Linked DNA regions of Mus musculus: region 1 is linked to region 2. Evidence: chromatin contacts called from public Hi-C data. All regions are on one chromosome and are shown on one strand. Each heading gives the region's core, a stretch centred on a gene start, on an enhancer-like site or on the middle of the called end of the contact. The rest is flanking DNA. Distances are from core to core; before and after follow the strand shown.

Region 1 (3,410 bases), core at 371-2,870, 55 kb before region 2:
CCTCTAGAAATATAAGAGATAAATGTCTGTTCTCTCCAAAGCCCAATCTGTACTATTCCCTCCCAGCATCATGAGGAGCAAAGATCAATCCTGTGCATCATCTTTACTTCTGATAGACCCTCGTGTCTAGAATAAGGTACTCTGCTTCCCTCCTATAGAAAAGAAGGAGGGAATGGCCAGCAGGAAGAACTGGGTGTAAGCAGAAAACTAACTGAGGAAAGAACTTTTATATGAGGAAAAGTAGATATCGAGAGAGAGAGAGAGAGAGAGAGAGAGAGAGAGCAAGGAAAAGAGGTCACCAGCTAGACAACCAAGGGAAATGGTGAGGAGGTCTAGAAAGATAGATTCGCCTGTTCCAAGGTTCAGGCATCTAGCCCAAGTCTTCATGACATGTGCAAAAAGCAAAGGACACTGATAAATCTAACACATCACAGAAGGTAGAAGGGAACACATACTGGAACATTCACTTTATCCCACAAAGGTGGGATTTAACAGAGGGCTTTAAAAGACCCATCAGAGAAGCTAAAGTCAGACTCATGACCAAATCCTCATTCTGGCTTTTGTCATTTGAATGATGTGTGTGAGATATTTACCATCCCTTGCCTTGCTTCCCTAATCTGTAAAGTGGGAATAATAACAATACCCATCTCACAAAAGAGTGTTGAAATTTGTGTGAGCTAACATACACAAAGCACCCAGAAAGTTCCTAACACAGAGTGTTAACTGTGGCCACCACAGTCAGACTTCTAAACAGGCAACTCTATATTTCTTAAAGTTATATGCACAGTTTATATAGATTGAAATGTAAGTAAGGGACAAGTGCTGAACTAAGTTTGATACGTTTTTATGAATACTTTTCTCCTCCTGAATGAATACAGCAAAGTCACAATGACCTGTTGAAAACTAAGAGTGACTGTTTGCAGTTGAAATATACAGTGGATTAGACAGCATTTATACTGGTCAGTGAGACATAGCCAGAGAAATGTTTTATATCATCCATCACCAAAGCTAACTGCCTAAATCAGTTTAATCAGATTAAGAGAAAATTACTAATCCTCATTAATTTCCCTGTGTGGTTCCAGGATAAACAAGGCAATGAGCTGAAGACTTTCTTCTGATGCCCAGCCTCAGAACAGAAAGCCCAGTACAAAACTAGCCTGCAGCTGCTAAGCTAAGCTTAAGCTGAATAGCTATGGATGAGAACTGGTCCCCAGTAGTCAGCAAATGGTCTCCTGTAAAGGGTAGTATGGCCAAGCCATTGGAGTGATGCCCCACTGCTGAAACCCATGCCTCTTCATCTTCCTGGTCAGGAAATATGGAGAACCTGTACAGTGGAAGTCATAGGCTACAAAGACTAAGTCTATTACTGCTAAGAAAAACACATGTATGCTAAGAGACTCAGCCTGGAATGGCAGCTGGCAGAACGGACACATTAAAGGGGAATGGTAATTAATATAAATTTGATGTCTTCCCATTTATTTGCTGAATCCAGAAAACACATCTCTTTTTCATCCTTAAATTTCTGGAATAAAGTAATCCAGACTCAGTCAAATCATGCAGAAAGGCTAAAAGAGAATGAAACTCAGCCCAGTCTCCAGCATTCAAGTTCCACAGGAACAATCCAACAGACTGTGAGTCACCATCCTGATAGAAGTTACATTATTGCAAAACCAGGTTTTTAAAAATCACAATAGTCAAAGAAAGAGCGAAGACTTAAGTGGTAGAAATGGAAATAAGGAATTAAGAGTAAAATAGGAGATAAGGAGATTGGCAAGGAGTACTAAGCCTTGGGGTCAGATGGAGACATTCTTGATCTCAACTCTGTCATATAACGTTTCATAAGCATGGAAATTCCTCAATTTCCTCAGCTATAAGACTGGCATGATGAAAAGCAGAACTGAAACTGAACTAAGTACAAGAGGAGCATGCCCTTTCATAATCCTCAGAGTGAATGCTACCTTCAATTCTGCCCACAGCTGATTACCCGCCTCCTCAAGTCCAAGTGCTAAGAAAGGGGATCTTCATTACAGTAAAATAATTAAGATATTAAAAGATCTTTTAAATACTATATATAAGGATATACAAAAAATGCTAAATAACTGGCTGACATTATTAAAGAGATTTGAATAGTTAAGCAATTTCATCCTTGTTTCTGGCCAGGATAAAGGATTAAATGTTGCTCCACCAAAAATATAAGGTTAAAAAAAAAGAACAAGGTAGAATATGGATATGAAATTGAAACACAGATTTGAGGTTCCTAGGGACCATTTGGGTGCAGACATCCAATATTGTTATGCACCTATCTTGGGGATGCCTAGGTATCAGGATAAGAGATATACTGTCCAAGAGAACAAAAGATGTATTCCTAACAGCAACAAGGATATTGTTTTATCAACCAAAAAACCAAAATGGCTAGCTATTCTTCCTGGGGAAGAAATTCTTTAAAACTTCCTGTCAAAATCTCCAGCAAGTCATAAAGACATCTCTTGAGTCCAATGATTAACCTAATTCCAACATCTGAAAAGTATTTGTCTTAGTTACTTTTTTTAATCACTGTGAAAAGACTTGATGGCCAAGGTCATTTATAGAAGAAAGAATATATTTGGTACTTAGAGATTTGGAAGGTAAGTCTGTGAGCATCATAGGGGTGAACACGGCAGCAAGCAAAAAGGTGTAGTTCTTTGGGCAGTGACTGAGAGTTTATATCTTGATCCACAAGCCTAATGTCTAGAGGAAATGAGGGAGAGGGGGAGGAAAAGAGGGAGGAGGGAGGGAGGGATGGAGGGACGGAGGGAAGGAGGGAGGGAGGGAGGGAGGAAGACTGGGCATGACAGACTTTTTAAACCTCCAAGTTGGCTCCAAGTAATGCATTTCCTCCAACAAGACCACACCTCCTAATCCTTCCCAAACAGTTCCACCAACTTATTTCAAACTGCGAGCTTATGGAAGCCAAAATCATTCAAATCGCAAGAAAATGTCTACTTAAAACCGTATTGAACACTCAGAACATACCACCTGAATCTGACCTCCCTCTACCTGCTTACAGAAAGATTAACACCATTCTCTCACCTCATGTTCTAGCCAGAAAACTAGAAAGTCAGCTCCTGAACACTGCTTTGTAAAGAGCACTGCACCATGGGTTCTTACCACCTCTATGAGCACATCATTTCCCCATAATTGAATGAAGAAAGCAACTTACAGGAATCACACAACTAGAGGAAACTCTTAATTGTGATGCGTGTTGGGAAGTGTATCGCTCCACCCTTGAGACCATGTCTTATTTGTCTTCAGAATACTTAAGTTTAGCAGATAATAATCTCTTCTGAAAAACCAATTAGGGTCATTAGATCAAACCTAAAAGCCTTAACTAAGTCAAATTAGCTAAGCTCATTAATTTGCCACTGTGTGTA
Region 2 (3,662 bases), core at 956-3,455:
TGGAATTTGCACATAACCCAACGTGGCACCCTACACCAGGCTGTAACCCTGCCATCCCTAAGTAAGATCAATGACTTGCTGAGACTTTTCCTCCTCCTCCTCCTCCTCCTCCTCCTCCTCCTCCTCCTCCTCCTCCTCCTCCTCCTCTTCCTTCTGCTGCCTCTGCCTCCTCCACTTCCTCTTCCTTCTTCTCCTCCTCTTCTCTCCTCCTCCTCCACCTCAGTTTTGTTTTTCGCTGGAGACATGGTCTCTGGGCAACCCCAAACTGGAACTTGCTATGTAGTCCAGGTTGGCCTTAAATTCAGTCTTCCTGCTTCCAAGACCTAGGATCATAAGTGTGGACAACACCCAAGGGCCAATGCTGGTTTATGGATGACATTTTTAAAACCTCTTTTTTTTTCCTAAATATTAACTTTTAAAAGGGGTTTGGCAGCATTATTTTGAAGTTTGGCAGCTCCAGCAACCTTCCTGTGGTAGAAGTCTTTTCAGATCCCTCATTACATGGGAGAGGGACTGTGAGGCCAGCTTTACCCACTAACTCAGCAGCTAACACAGACACTTCTCTGTACTCTGAATACTTCAGAGCCTGTGTGTGACATTCTTTGAGACAAGGCGTTGCTTTGATTTTTTGGGTTCATTTGTTACTCTTGTAAACCTGCCTCGGTCTCCTAAATGTCTGGGACACACATACAGGCACATGGCACCATGCCTGGGTTTGAACATTATTTTTATGCTGTTTTCCTTTGAACCCTCTCACTGCCATAGACACACAGTGGCAGAGATGGATGCATCGGTGTGAACTTCTCTAAGGGAGTTCAGGATATACCAAAGTGTAAGTATTGGCTGCGCAAGGGACAGCCACTGTTAATTAGCTTAGCACAAACCAGAGGGGCCATTTTGGTGGCTCTCAAAATACACCTCAAAAGGCTACTGAACCCCCCTCAGTTTTTTTCTTTGATTAGTGAGATTAAAGGGTGGCTCTGAAGGTGTCTTTGACAGTGTTATAATCTAATGAGATAAAACCAGAAGCCAGTAGGTTTGTGCAAGGGTTCTGGTACAAGTCCTTTACCAATAAACCAGTTTCCTGGTGGAATTCCTAGAAAACTCTAGGTTTGAGGCGAAAGGGGCAGGGGTTCAGTAGTTCTCCCCGTGCTGGGATTCTTGCTTCTCTTGCCGGCAAGAGGCTTCAGTCAGATTCCGGGGTGAAGGGCTCCTCCTTTCATGCTCCCAGCAGTTTCCCTGTCCTAGTCTGCCTCCCAACCACAGCCTGAATGATCAAAACAAACAAAGCACAGGAGCACACATCCGTCCATGGGGATGGAACAGGGAAAGCAGGAGCAGCCTTCTCGACTTCCACGGAGGCGACAGCTTTCAAAGCAGTGACTCTCCCTTACCATCCCGATCTTGGTGTTTGAGAATATTGGAGAGGTATGTTGCAGAACTGAGATTTCAGATGGACTGGGGATCCCTTCTTAATTTTCTCACTTGTAATTATGGAGCACAGGTTCTTGCTACACAGAACTTCAGCAAACATCAAGGTACTGGGAGCTGGGTACCAGACCCAGAAGTTAAAGATGCTTTCATAATCCACCTCTGCCAGGAATTCTTCGCATTGAAATTTTTTCACAACCAAGGGGGCATATGCACACAAACCATAAATAAGTCAAAAAATTAATTTTATTGAATCAAGGCATTCATTCAGTACTTAACACAGATTGCAAGAGAACCTCAACACGTAGGGCTGCAAGGGAGAGGGGGAGCAGTTTACATTTTTAATGTAAAATAAAAACCCTAATTGCTACAGATAGTTTATAAAATTTGTAAAATTCCCCAAACAAGGTCTAGCCAACTTTATTGTTTAGTGATTTTTTCCCCCTTACTTAAAGAATGAAAAGCTAGATGATGTGTGTATTACTGGTTATAACTAATAAATCAGCTTGGAAAAATTGTAAGACAGAAGCATAAATACAATATAAAAAGGCGAGATTTTTAAAATCGTATTATAAGAATATTAACAATAAGTGGAAAAGATACATTAGAGCCAGCGTGGTGTTACACTAGTTTGAAACAGAACTGAAAGACAGACCAAAACCAATGCACGCGGAGGGAAACGGCCTGATTTCAGGAAGTGTGTCCAGTCAGACAACCGCAGAGAAGGGCTGTCGGTGGCTGCGTGGTCCCCTCTGTTACTCAGCCATGCGTCCCAGGCAGAGTGCCCAGCTCAGCAGTTAGGCTTTCTCTAAGGACTTGTAGTACTCTACCAGCACAGTCCAGGCCTTGGGGGCCATGAAGCCCTCTGGAGGTTTCTGGCCTTCGCGTGCCAGCTTGCGCATCCTCGTTCCTGAAATAAACTCGAAGTCTTCGTGGCTGAAAGAGAAAAAGGCCAGTTACTTCACTATTTTACAAAGCTAACAGGAAACCACAAGGGGAATTTGTCCCTTCAGTTCATGTTGGGTGACTAGACCAGTGAGAAAAAGCATCGCTTAGGTCTAATGTGTCACTGAGCTAAACCACCGCACAATTCTTCAGCTTTAGAGCTAGGAAAAACGGACAAACAGAAACTGAAATTATTGAGATCAATTAATGTTTTACAACATCCTTCCCAGCAGGGACATCCTGCGCAGCATGGCGGGCGCACTATTTGTCACAGAGAGGAAATGGACGGAAAGGAGCAGCCATGACTCTCAGGCCTACCTGGCTGCCCTTCTCTCTTCTTTTCTCTTAGGTTCAGAGAATTGCCACTGCACAGTCACAGGGCAGGTCCCAAGCCTGCTGGGAACCTCTGGTGCCCTTTCCTGGTCACACCCTATCTTCCTGTCTTGCTCACCTCTTCCCTCGCCCCTGGGAATGCTAAATTAGAATTAGCATTTCTTCTAAGATTTATGTATTTAATGTACAGTGTGAGCACCTGAGTACATCTGCATGCACCACATACACACTGTGCCTGCCAAGGCCTGAAGATAACACTGCAGCCCGAGAATCAGAGCTGCAGGTGGTTGCTATGGCTGATGGGAACAAACTCAGGCCCTCTGGAAGAGCAGCCAGTGCTCAGAACCACTGAGCCATCTCTCCAGCCCTGGATTCATTTACTATCTATTCTTAAGAAACACAAGGTGGAATCTGCCTAGTGCAGAGGTAACATTTTAGAAAGCTATAATCTGAAAGTCTGAATGCCTCTGGGATACGGCGCAACACACACGGTAACAACCAACACTGTCCCTTCGATGAGGTACCAAAGGGAAAATAGACATCCTTGTCTTTTAAAACACATGAAAGCCTTTTAGGCCATAAACACGGAGCATCTACAGTTACAGCACGTGCTGCTCACCTATAATTTACCTGCTTCCGTCAAACATGGAACCAACTTAGAAAGCTGGTTAGGTCCAGAGAGAGCTCCAGGTCTCTTTCATTACCACCTCTTAAGTCATCTAGTGCCTGCTCCGATTAGAATATTACCACAGGCATCGAATAAAATATCTAAGATGTAATTAGCAGTTATAATGAAGTTACAAATAAAGGATATTACATATTGTGAAGAGTGGTTCTACAGACTGAAGGTTTGTGTCCCCCAAGTTCACACTGAAGGCCTGATTCCCAGTGAGACAGAAGTGGGGAGTGGGGCTTTTGGGAGATGACAGGAGTTAGATGAGGTCATGAGAGCA

What was found. A called contact is a pair of places that touch in the nucleus more often than the background predicts.
Region 1: a contact with region 2 is called in a Hi-C map of bone marrow-derived macrophages, with 2.7 times the contacts expected there. The contact joins two enhancer-like sites. A contact is called at or near these places in 8 of 484 Hi-C or Micro-C datasets (the N1E-115 cell line, bone marrow-derived macrophages, conventional dendritic cells and 4 more) and 4 of 115 datasets of contacts at active chromatin or transcription factors (bone marrow-derived dendritic cells, embryonic stem cells, fibro-adipogenic progenitors and 1 more).

Annotation. Positions count from the first base shown.
Region 1 is chr3:131,696,766-131,700,175 of GRCm38.p6, reverse strand. No RefSeq gene overlaps it. Among named protein-coding and RNA genes, the nearest start is that of Gm36917, 110 kb to the right of the region's middle. Within about 2 kb of position 1,620, at least 29 of the 459 cell types and tissues checked have an H3K27ac peak or open chromatin away from gene starts, as enhancers often do. A contact at or near this core is called in bone marrow-derived dendritic cells and bone marrow-derived macrophages, where this site is marked.
Region 2 is chr3:131,641,669-131,645,330 of GRCm38.p6, reverse strand. Papss1 (3'-phosphoadenosine 5'-phosphosulfate synthase 1) reads right to left here. Exons shown (of 12, transcript NM_011863.2): 12 at 1,660-2,367. The coding sequence ends at 2,229. Among named protein-coding and RNA genes, the nearest start is that of Gm36917, 56 kb to the right of the region's middle. Within about 2 kb of position 2,205, at least 58 of the 459 cell types and tissues checked have an H3K27ac peak or open chromatin away from gene starts, as enhancers often do. A contact at or near this core is called in bone marrow-derived dendritic cells and bone marrow-derived macrophages, where this site is marked.